Regions from separate parts of the Sus scrofa genome. Here regions 1, 2 and 3 are each linked to region 4. Evidence: chromatin contacts called from public HiChIP or PLAC-seq data. All regions are on one chromosome and are shown on one strand. The core of a region is the stretch at or near the end of the contact, and the rest is flanking DNA. Distances in the headings are between cores, read along the strand shown. Region 1 has its middle 28 kb from the start of FYN. Region 2 has its middle 11 kb from the start of FYN. Region 3 overlaps FYN (FYN proto-oncogene, Src family tyrosine kinase). Region 4 has its middle 40 kb from the start of WISP3.

Evidence for each region. HiChIP or PLAC-seq counts read pairs in DNA pulled down with a chosen protein or histone mark.
Region 1: an H3K27ac HiChIP or PLAC-seq map of alveolar macrophages shows a contact between it and region 4. The contact joins two enhancer-like sites. A contact is called at or near these places in 2 of 2 datasets of contacts at active chromatin or transcription factors (alveolar macrophages and skeletal muscle).
Region 2: an H3K27ac HiChIP or PLAC-seq map of alveolar macrophages shows a contact between it and region 4. The contact joins two enhancer-like sites. A contact is called at or near these places in 2 of 2 datasets of contacts at active chromatin or transcription factors (alveolar macrophages and skeletal muscle).
Region 3: an H3K27ac HiChIP or PLAC-seq map of alveolar macrophages shows a contact between it and region 4. The contact joins two enhancer-like sites. A contact is called at or near these places in 2 of 47 Hi-C or Micro-C datasets (fetal heart ventricle and omental adipose tissue) and 2 of 2 datasets of contacts at active chromatin or transcription factors (alveolar macrophages and skeletal muscle).

What each region holds. Positions count from the first base shown.
Region 1 is chr1:77,668,830-77,671,529 of Sscrofa11.1, forward strand. It overlaps a transcript of FYN not described here. Among named protein-coding and RNA genes, the nearest start is that of FYN, 28 kb to the left of the region's middle. Within about 2 kb of position 1,397, at least 20 of the 83 cell types and tissues checked have an H3K27ac peak or open chromatin away from gene starts, as enhancers often do. A contact at or near this core is called in alveolar macrophages, where this site is marked.
Region 2 is chr1:77,651,996-77,654,695 of Sscrofa11.1, forward strand. It overlaps a transcript of FYN not described here. Among named protein-coding and RNA genes, the nearest start is that of FYN, 11 kb to the left of the region's middle. Within about 2 kb of position 1,381, at least 6 of the 83 cell types and tissues checked have an H3K27ac peak or open chromatin away from gene starts, as enhancers often do. A contact at or near this core is called in alveolar macrophages, where this site is marked.
Region 3 is chr1:77,630,355-77,633,054 of Sscrofa11.1, forward strand. All of the region lies in intron 2 of FYN (FYN proto-oncogene, Src family tyrosine kinase), which reads right to left. Among named protein-coding and RNA genes, the nearest start is that of FYN, 11 kb to the right of the region's middle. Within about 2 kb of position 1,432, at least 18 of the 83 cell types and tissues checked have an H3K27ac peak or open chromatin away from gene starts, as enhancers often do. A contact at or near this core is called in alveolar macrophages, where this site is marked.
Region 4 is chr1:77,963,883-77,966,582 of Sscrofa11.1, forward strand. No RefSeq gene overlaps it. Among named protein-coding and RNA genes, the nearest start is that of WISP3, 40 kb to the right of the region's middle. Within about 2 kb of position 1,374, at least 8 of the 83 cell types and tissues checked have an H3K27ac peak or open chromatin away from gene starts, as enhancers often do. A contact at or near this core is called in alveolar macrophages, where this site is marked.

The DNA.
Region 1 (2,700 bases), core at 147-2,646, 300 kb before region 4:
CCAGAGCAATGCTGCAGCTGCAGCTGCAGGTTCAGCAGCCATTATCCTGCTGTTAACTCTTTGCTTCAAAATGTTACACTGGCCTAGCAGAAACAGCTGTCTCCGTCACACACATGCAGGCATGAGTGACAAAGCTCCTCATCTGCATTCGCTTCCATACCTGTGTCCTGGCCAGAACTGAAGAAAAAACATTCTCTAACTTCTATTGACACGGTCAGCGACTGATTCTATAGGGTTCAAATGCACTTTGGCAGTGCGTGGCCGCTCCTGGGTCTCCCAGATTTTGCAGCGGCCCTCAGCCTCTGGGAGTTCATGCAGAAGACAAAAGAACAGCTACTTGGCAGATGACACTCTCCAGGCCTTAGGGAGGGCACTCGGCTGGAAAGATATGTTTTCATTGGAGATCGGAAGTGCTTTTCCAGCAATTATTTGATCTTCCTGGGAACTCGTACTTTTGAACACTCACCCAACCCTGGTGGGAACACAGGGACTCCTGTTCTGGTCTCAGCATTATCACAAACCAGACATGCGACACTGGGCAAATCATCTGGCCTTCACTTCACCTCATTTGCCTGCTGGGACAATTACTGTCCCCATTTCATCTGTGGGATTTTGGTGATGAGAAAATGATGTGGTCTGAAGGTATTTAGAAATTGTAAAAAGCGGATTTACTGTTAGCTGTTATGAGTATTATGTTTTTCTTTTCTTTTTTTTTTTTTTCTCTCCCAGCTCTGGTTTACACTATTAGTGCTACATTCTCATTTTCTTCCTTAGAACTGGGGAGAGAATCCCTCATGCAGAGAAGGAGAGGCAGAAAGCCTCTCAGGTTCTTGCTACCACTTGGGAAAAAAAAAAAAAAAAGCAAACAGAGAGCAGGACCAGAATACTGTAACTTTGTCCCAGAAGAACTGCCTTTGCTAGGGCCACAGACCATTCTGGTCTTGTTTATCTCCTCTTTGAAGGTCTTACAAAGAAGGTGCTGCAGTGCCGAATGAGTAAATGATGAATGAATTAATCCATCCATCCACCCACCACTTCTAGATCAATACCCAGCAGTATGCACAGAACACAAAGATGCAAAATGCATTCCCATCGATGAAGAGCATCCAACCAATGGGAGAGGGTAGACATGGGAAGACTTTGCTCTTCTCCAATGTGGCAAGGGTGCTCTCCTGGAGAAACACACAGGGTGCCTCGTGAGCTTGGTGTGTGTGTGTGGGGTCACACCTACCCCGGGGGAAGCAAGGACAGGCGCTCAGAGAGTGGGTATCCAAACCAGGCCCATTGGAAGGACAGGTAGAGGAGCGGGGCGGGTTAACTGCTCCCCAGGCCAAGCACAGATCCAGGGAGCAGCCTTGTTTGAGGTGACAGAAGCCAAGACCGTAGGTGGGCCACCAGCCAGTTAGGCAGCAACCTACGTGTGAAAGAGAGAGCAGGCCATCAGGGTTTCTGAGCAAGAGTTACACAAGAGCTCTGCATTTCAGGAAGATTACGTAAGAGGCGGGGAGGATGGACTCGAGGGAGGGAGAGAGGGGTGAGTAAGAGATTTCAAATTTAATGTAAATGTCTGCATTTCACAACACAGGAAATTTTGCAAAGAGTTCTGGTCCAAGAGCGCGCTTCCAAATTCCGAAGTAACACAACCAATCATAAATTAAGGAGTGAAGATATGCCTTCCAGAAAATATTCTTCAAGTAATAAATCTCCCTTGCACAACTTTTCCTGCACAATCTAAGATAATTTTTGTGAAAAAGAAGTCTCTCTATGCTTCTGACAAAATTTGTATGTGTGGCCCTAAGAAGAGCCCCAAAGAAATGGGAAAATGCTACTCCACGGTACACATGGTACACACAAGCCCCACTGTGCACTGGTACACATGCACCCCATAAGACACCTGGTACACATACCCCACGGTGCACCTGGTACAAAAAGGGGGTGATGAAAGCTACCCAATCATCAGCTTGGAAGAATATATCTCCGAAATGTAAAGAGACTTCCGAATAATGAGGGGAGGTTTAGCGAGTATGATGAATTTTTCAGTTCCCTTTCTCTTTCTTTGCAGCTTCTAAGTTTCAGTGTATTTCATGCACAGTACAATGTCTAGATCTTAGGTGCTTGGTGAGTTCTGACAGATGTCTATACTTATACAATCTAAAGTCCAATCAAGGGCGAGAACACAGTCACCACACCAGAAAGAGCTGCAGGTGGTCCCCCCCAAGGCAACTGTGGTTGTGACTTCTACCACTACTGTGCTAGAAGATTAGTTAATGAAATTTGTCTGGCCTAGGATTTCATAATAATGTAATCTTATGGGATGCACCCTTTGCATCTATTTTTTCTTTTCTTTTTTTAATGGCTGCACCGTGGCATATAGAAGTTCCCAGGCTAAGGGTTGAATCAGAACTGCAGTCACTGGCCTATACGCAGGATCCAAGCCACATCTGTGACCTAACCTGCAGCTTGTGGCAATGTTTGACCCTTAACCCACTGTGGGAGGCCAGAGATTAAACCTGCATCCTCATAGAGACTATGCTGGATTCTTAACCTGCTGAGCCACAAGGGGAACTCTAGTCTCTACTTATTTTTGACACTTATCCATGATGATGTACATTTTTCAGTAGTTCATGTGTAGTAGTTTTTATTGCTTTAGTCATTGCAGTTTTCATTGCTGAGCAGTATTCTAAGGTGTGAAGATACCAC
Region 2 (2,700 bases), core at 131-2,630, 310 kb before region 4:
CTTGAAACCCAACCACGGAGCTGAGGTTATGAGGGTCTGCAGGCCCCTCTGTGAGCAATGGCTGAAGAGCCCACACGGGCAGGGCTCGAAGGTGGTGAGAGGATGAAGCAAAGCACTGTTGTTCACTGGACGCCTGCTGCAGGCAAAGGGACTTGCTCAGGGCACTGGGCAGAAACAATCTGTATTTTGCTCTCACTTTTCCTCTTGTTCCTTCCCCCTCTCCTGGTGGGAGTTCAGCTTGGCCTATTGATGCTTTGACTTTTGAGCCAATGATCCCTAGAATCTGGGGCAAGCCAAGCAGGGCACGGAACACTAACCAAGGCTGGTTAATTCGACCTCAAGTTTTGCAGAAACACCAAAGATCCAACAAAGACGTTTCTTCCTAATGTCGATATTTAGGGTCAAGCCTCTCTCCACTCCCTTTGGTTTTGTTCTATATAAACCACCAAAGGAAAACACAAATAAAAACAAAAATGGGGGCTTCTATTCATGAACCAGCAAAGAGAAACAGGAAAATCAGTATCGCTTCTGGGCCACAGCGGTAGAGATTGGCTTTCTGGGCTAAAGTGGCGGAGGGCCCAAGGGTCAGGCTGTCACCTGGCAGAGCCACAAGAAAACACATTAGCACAAAGTGGCTGTTTGAACAGGCGTCATCAACGCCCCCTCCCCACCAATGTGGAGAATGAAAGCCAAGGGGGTTCACTCTCCAAGGCCAGACAAAACCCAGCTTTGCCAATCTTTCCTGTCTCTAAGGAGCTTCCTCGCCAGATGACTCTGCAAATGCAGCCTCCTCCTTTCAAAACACAGTTAATTCTTTTTCCCTTTAATTTGTCACTTCCGCCAAGAAGCTCTATTCCTTTAAAGAAACAGAATGGACTTTGCCTAAGAATATTTTACTTTCCCTTTTGCCCTGGAGCTCATGTTTGTGTGGCCTATTTCTCCCTTTTCCACTGATTACTTATCTGGCTATGAAGTCAGAGCCCATCAAAATCTACTGCCCCGAGAATCTGGTGGTGGGGCCACTTGTATTGTGTTTTTGGAACGGAGGCCGACACCTTTTCTTTGAAGAAGGACATGAAGCCAGGTCCCTCCTCCTCTGGATCTTTATTTTGGCATGTTCTCAAGCTGCAAGACATCAGCAACACCAGCAGCCATGACTTTTGGGTCCCTTGCACTGGTTTAGAATTTCAAACCTTCTCAGAAGCTGTTTTGGTGTGAATGCCGATAGAGGAGCTGTCAGAAAACAGACCCCTCTCTAATTCCACAGCCTCTACTGGGACAAGGAACAACAGTGACGGTGATGATGGTGACAAAGGGAGCAGAGGGGCCACTGACCGGAGGCTGCCTCCTCCTGCCACTTCCTTGTCTAAGGAAATGAGGTCAGTCTGCCCTTCCGTGACATTACCTCCCTTGACCCTGGTGAGCCCCAGGCTGGTTGATGATGTGGTACCTGCTTCCACAAAACTTTCGCAAGAGGTCTCACTCGTGAACACAAGTGCCAACACAGACACAAGGAAATTAAAGGAGGGAGTTAGTAAGTAGGAGGGGGAGAACACGGGACCCACTGGAGGCAGTCAGTGATGCTTCCCCAGCAGCTGTAATAACAGTATCTGGGATGACAAATGGTGGCCACTTTGTGTGGGAGGAATGCGTGTTATGTGGACCAGACTACTCACTGATGACCTACTTGGCAGATGAGATCCAGTCAGAGGTCTGTTAACAGATCCAAAAAGGGAAGACTTGGTTTCTATATCAGCATACATTTATATATATATATATATATATATATTTTTTTTTTTTTTTGTATTTTTGCCATTTCTTGGGCCACTCCTGCGGCATATGGAGGTTCCCAGGCTAGGGGTCGAATCAGAGCTGTAGCTGCCGACCTATGCCAGAGCCACAGCAACACGGGATCCAGGCTGCCTCTGCAACCTACACCACAGCTCATGGCAACGCCGGATCGTTAGGCCACTGAGCAAGGGCAGGGATCGAACCCGCAACCTCATGGTTCCTAGTCGGATTCATTAACCACTGTGCCACGATGGGAACTCCCCAGCATACATTTATAAACACATATACAATTTATGGTAAAGCAAGTCAATAGTGACTTTTTACAGGGTGTATGTGTGAGGCAGAGGATGATGATTTTTTTCGGAGTGCTGTCTTGTAGAGGAATTGAACTTGAGGTTATCTCCTTAATGAGGACAGCAGAGCAGTTTATCTTCCCTTTTTCCAAGAGCTTGCAGGATTCTGGCATCAGATAGGGTCACCCTTGGCCTGAAGGGAAGAGGCCCAAATCCACCTCATTGAAGATAAGAGAGTAGTGAGAGGATAAAAGCTGCTGAGGGGTGGGGCAGACGCTAGCGGTCCCTCCAACTTCACCCTGATTCTCCCACAATAATAGAGTTTGAGGTCTATGGCTACATAGCTGAACATTACTGTTTTCAGACTCCCTTGCAGCTAGGTGTGGACATGTCACTGAATTCTGGTCAACTGGTTGTGAGTGGATGTGATACACCTGACTCTCGCATCCCTCAAAAGAGTGGGCTGCCCTTCATTCTCTCTCCGACTTCCTGTGGGCTGGAAAGTAGATGTGGTACCTGTAAACTGGCATCGACCAGGCAGAGGAGGGAAGCCCACCAGGGATGGCAGAGCAGTAGGAACCTGGGCCCCGGATGGCCTTGTAGGGCACAGCGTCAA
Region 3 (2,700 bases), core at 182-2,681, 330 kb before region 4:
TCAATGTCCTGTGGTCACAGACTCCACGTTGTGAGCATATATGACCACCTCCTAGTTATCCTGCTATCTGGTTTCGCCAACTCTAACACAGTCCTCTGCGAGGGTCTTTTTTTCTTCTTCTTCTTTTTCTTTTTAGGGACGCCCCTGCAGCACATGGAGGTTCCCAAGCTAGAGGTGGAATCAGAGCTGCAGCTGCCGGTCTACACCACAGCTATAGCAACAGCAGAACCAAGCCGTGTCTGCAACCTACACCACAGCTCACGGCAATGACGGATTCTTAACCTACTGAGGAGGGCCAGGGATTGAACTCACATCCTCATGGATGCTAGTCGGGTTCGCTAACTGCTGAGCTATGACGGGAACTCCACTTCAAGGGTCAAATGGGTACAATCTGAGTCAGCTGAGAGGGGAATCCAGCTTTGTCTCTCCTCTGTTGCCTTATTTAGAAATTAAAAATGTAGGACCCTGGTCATGAGGGGGGCTCTGGTGGGGAAGAGGGTATTTTTGCTTGGTAAGTGTCACCAACTTGGGCAAAGGGAAAGGGAACTGAGCCCCAGCCTACTGACGAAAAACAGTGAAAAAATGCTAATTATAGGAGATGAAGGATGTGTTACCCAACCTTACTGCAGTAAACATTTCACAATATATACACACATCAACCCATCACATGGTACACCTTAAAACCTCTACAATGGGACATTGCCAATTATATATCAATAAAGCTGGAAAAAAAATAGAACATGCACCAATTCTGCTACCATTTCATTCCTCTGCCCTGCCCCGAGGCAAACAGCATCCAGGTGCTGCTGGAGAGATCCAGCAGAGACAAGCTGCTGGCTTTAATGTTATTCGGTCCATCATTAAATTATTCAAAAGATGAAGCAAAGAAAAGGGGGGGGGAGAAGGAGAGGGAGAGAGACAGAGACAGAGACATAGACAGACAGACAGACTGTCTATAGCTGTAGATCATCTGAGAAAGGAAGCCTTTTAGGAGGCCTAATAAAGGATGGAGGTGCTCTGAGTACCTGCCTTGTTTGCTCTCAAGAAAATGGGTAGAAGAATAAAGCCTACGAGAGGCTGGGCCTCTCCTGGACATTTGCAGCCTGAGGTTACTTCATGGAGCACTGTCAGCCCTGCCCTGAATCCGGGGGTATGACAGGAAGGGGGGGGAGGTGCAGAGGTGTGTGCAGGGATGGGTAGGGGGATGAGAGTGTTAGTCACACCGCCCCCTGGAGCCCAGTGTTCCAGCCACAGGATGGTCTCATCTGTGAGGCTCACGGCACTGTGGGCAGAAGGATGTGAATGTGAAAGAGGGTGCTTGCAACACCACCCTCAGCATAAAACCAGTGACTAGATTAAATGCTCAGAGTTCACAGGCTTAGACTCCCTCAGCTGCACGTGACGGGGAGCAGGGTGCAGTGCGTGCCTCTCCCCATCAACAGAGCTTAGCCGACTTCCTGGGGTAGCTTTGACACTGACTGTGTCCACAAACCCTCCCCTAGCCTGAGGTCAGGAGCACGAGGGGCAGAGAGGATGCAACTGCCCCTGAGCAGACGGAGGCCTCTCAGATGTCTCATCACCAGAAGCCTTCTCTCCTTCCTTTTTTGGTCCTTGGTGGGAGCAAGTGAAATCCCAAGCTGCATTTTTTTTTTTTTATCACTTTTTTTTTTTTGGCTGAGCTGTTAGTCTAAGCCCTCAGACAGGGGAAGAGAAATGCTGGCTTTCGGCCCTGGTCAAGATCTCCCCCAGACAGATGCAATTAGGTAGAGGATAACCAGCCTCTGTATAAACACCAGCCTTATGCCAGGGGCCCAGCCTTTAAAGACTGGCTCCGAGGGAGGGAAGGATGCACAATGATCCCAGATAGGATTCCATACAGCGGCAGACAAACAGTGACAAGTGTACATGTGCAGCTGTGGGTGAGCGTTGGTGGCATGAATAACAGAATACCCTATAAGAAAACAGGGTGCTGGAGAGGTTTTATTTCTTGTTTTTGTTTTTTAAAACTATAGTTGACTTATGATGTTGTGCCAATTTCTGCTGTACAGCAAAGTGACTCAGGCAGATACAGATATCCTTTTTAAACATTTTAAAAAAAATTGTTATTTCCTCAACACAATTTTTTTTCTCCTGTACGGCATGGTGACCCAGTTACACATACTTGCACACATTCTATTTTCTCACATTATCATGCTCCATCATAAGTGACTAGACATAGGTCCCAGTGCTACACAGCAGGATCTCATTGCTAATCCATTAGTTTGCATCTATTAACCCCAAGTTCCCAATCCATCCCTTCCCCTCCCCCTCAGCAACCACAGGTCTATTCTCCAAGTCCATGATTTCCTTTTCTGTGGAAAGATTCATTTGTGCCATATATTAGATTCCAGATATAAGTGATATCCTATGGTATTTGTCTTTCTCTTTCTGACTTACTTCACTCAGTATGACAGTCTCTAGTTCCATCCATGTTGCTGCAAATATCCTTCTTTTTAAAATGTTCTTTTCTCTCATGGTCTAATCCAGGAGATTGGATATAGTTCCCTGTGCTATACAGTGAGACCTCATTGCTTATCCATTCTAAATGTAACAGTTTGCATCTACCAACCCCAAACACCCCATCCATACAATTCCATCCCCTCTCTGCTTGGCAACCACAAGTCTGTTTTTTATGTCTGTGAGTCTGTTTCTGTTTCGTAG
Region 4 (2,700 bases), core at 124-2,623:
TGTTGAAGCCACCTGTCCTGTGGTTTTTTTGTCCTGACAGTCCTAGTGGACTCATATGGGGGGGGGCTCTCCAGTGGGCATGGCTCCCACCACTCCTCTTCTCGGTCCACTTCAGCCATTCCCATCGCCTCTCTGACCCCTGGAGGCATCTTGTCTGTGACCTAGGTCTTATCAGAACCCAGAGAGCGCTTCTTCCTGGCTGAGGGGAGGGGCCTCCATCTAGTTGCCTCACATTCTTAGAGTGGCAGGTTGGAATATTCTGAATCTGGGCCAAATGTCTATACGTTTCATCTTGATGACCCTTCTAGATACATAGAAGTCATTTATATGCAGAGTGACCTTGGGTAGCCTGGTCAAGCTTTATACATCCTAGACTGGGGGTTCAGAGACCTGTGATCCAAGCTTGAGGTAGATGAGGCTGGTTCTCATCCGCGCAGTCCTGGGTAACCCAAAAGCAAGTGCTGAGGTGAAGTCTGTAGTGAAGGCCCAGCAGAGACTGTACAAGGATCCTTAATCTCAGGAGATGGGGCAGCATGGGGTGCAAACTAGGAAAGAGCCAGCAAATATAGAGTGCAGAAACAGAACAGAAGAGACATGCCCAGGGCGAGGCTGTGGCCAAGAGAGCAGCCTGAGCTGGAGGAAAGCCATCAGGTCTTGTGTAAGGTGCATGTGGCTGTGTCCCTGAGGTGTGTGGGAGCTGTTAAACATCCAGAAGAGAGTTGTATTGCTCTGCATGCTATAAAACCCCTCCTTTTTCTGCTCAATACAACTTGTATAGGCTCAAGGCCTCTATTTTGTAGGTGTAAACCAAATGAATGTATATGGGAGTTCCTGTTGTGGTGCAATGGAAACGAATCCGACTAGCATCCAGGAGGTTGTGTGTTCAATCCCTGGCCTTACTCAGTGGGTCGGGGATCTGGCATTGCCGTGAGCTGTGGTGCAGATCACAGATGTGGCTCGGATCCCGCATTACTGTGGCTGTGGCATAAGGCCAGTAACTGTAGCTCCAATTTGACCCCTCGCCTGGAAACTTCCATGTTCTACAGGTGCAGCCCTAAAAAGACAAAATAAAGTGTATGAAGTTCACTGAGGACAGAGATTCCCACTTACTCCAGCACCCAAAGCCCTTGCCAGTCCACATGCACAGGAATTAGAGGGCACCAGCCCTGGCGGTGGTGGCCTTCACCTCTCCTCTCCACCATGTCACTTTTTTCTAGAATATAATATTTTTATTGTGATACTTGCCATGTGTGAGGATAAGAATTGTTTCCTCCTCCTGAGATTCCTGTGGGGGTGGATTTTGTTTATGCTGGTGGAGGAGACTCAGGGCTTCTGAGTCATGTGTTGACTAAAGGCCAGGCTGTGGCCCGGGTGGAGCAGACCATGTCACGGGTGTCCTGATGCTTGGGTCATAGGTTTATCAGCACTCATGGAGCAGTGTCAACATGAAGCCTTATTACTTCAACTTTCCACCGGGTGTGGAGAGAATAAGTCTTTCCTTATTGAAGTATATTTGATTTACAATGTTGTGTTAGTTTCCAGCGTGCAGCGCAGTGATTTAGATACATATGTATACACACACATTCATACATATCATATATATATATATGCATACATATATATGTACATATAATTCTTTTTCATAACCTTTTCCATTATGGTTTATCATAGGATATTGAATATAGTTCCCTGTGTTATGCAATAGAACTTATTGTTTATCTATTGTATATATAGTAGCTTGTATCTGCTAATCCCAAACTCCTAATTTGTCCCTCCCCACCCCCATCCCCCTTGGCAACCATAGATTTTTCTCTGTGTCTGTGAGTTGTGAGTCTGTTTCTGTGTTGTGAGTTCACTTGTGTTATAGTGTAGATTCCACATTCAAGTGACATGGCATTTGTCTTTCTCTTTCTGTCTTACTTCACTTAAGGGAATAAATCATTTTGTCCTCGCTGTAAAGCAATTTTATCCACTTAAAGATTCATGGCTCCCCTTACTCTTTCCTTAAAAACCAAACATAGGACCTCTTTTTTTTTTGTATTTTCTCATGAGACTTCCTTTTCAAAAATGTTGTTGTTCTCATTTTCCTCTGAAACGTCTTTGCTTGGTCTACACTGATTTCGAAATTTGGAACTTGAAGAAGAAGACACTCAGTATCCCCCTTCCCGGCTTTGCTCTTCTCAAAGGCCAAATCAAAAGTAATGAACACATGCCTATTTGACCTCCAAGTAAAACCCCGCAGCCCAGCCTGACACACAATGGCCTGCCGTTGCCACGGGGCCCTCTGTGGATATCCAAACCATTCATGACTCATGATCAGCCACACCACTGGTCCCAATTCTCTTCTTGCTCCATATTTGTTCACATGGGAACCACATTGTTTTCCTCTGTTGAGTCTAATTTGATTGACCTGAGCCCAGTCTCTAATTTGGACAATATACACGTTTTATTATCCCCATTCACACAGTAAACCATCATTTTCTGTGCCCTGGTGCTTCATCAAAAGTGTTTTGGTCTGACAGGAAGCACGTCTTCCAAAAATCCACATAACTGAATTCCAAACCACAGAATAAATGTACCAAGTTTCTTACAAGCCCCTGGCCATGTCTATTTTATGAAATGAAGCATTTACTTCATTAAATAAATATTAAGATGCATTATAAAACCCCCCAAAAAGTCACCTCTCTTGAGTACATGTTA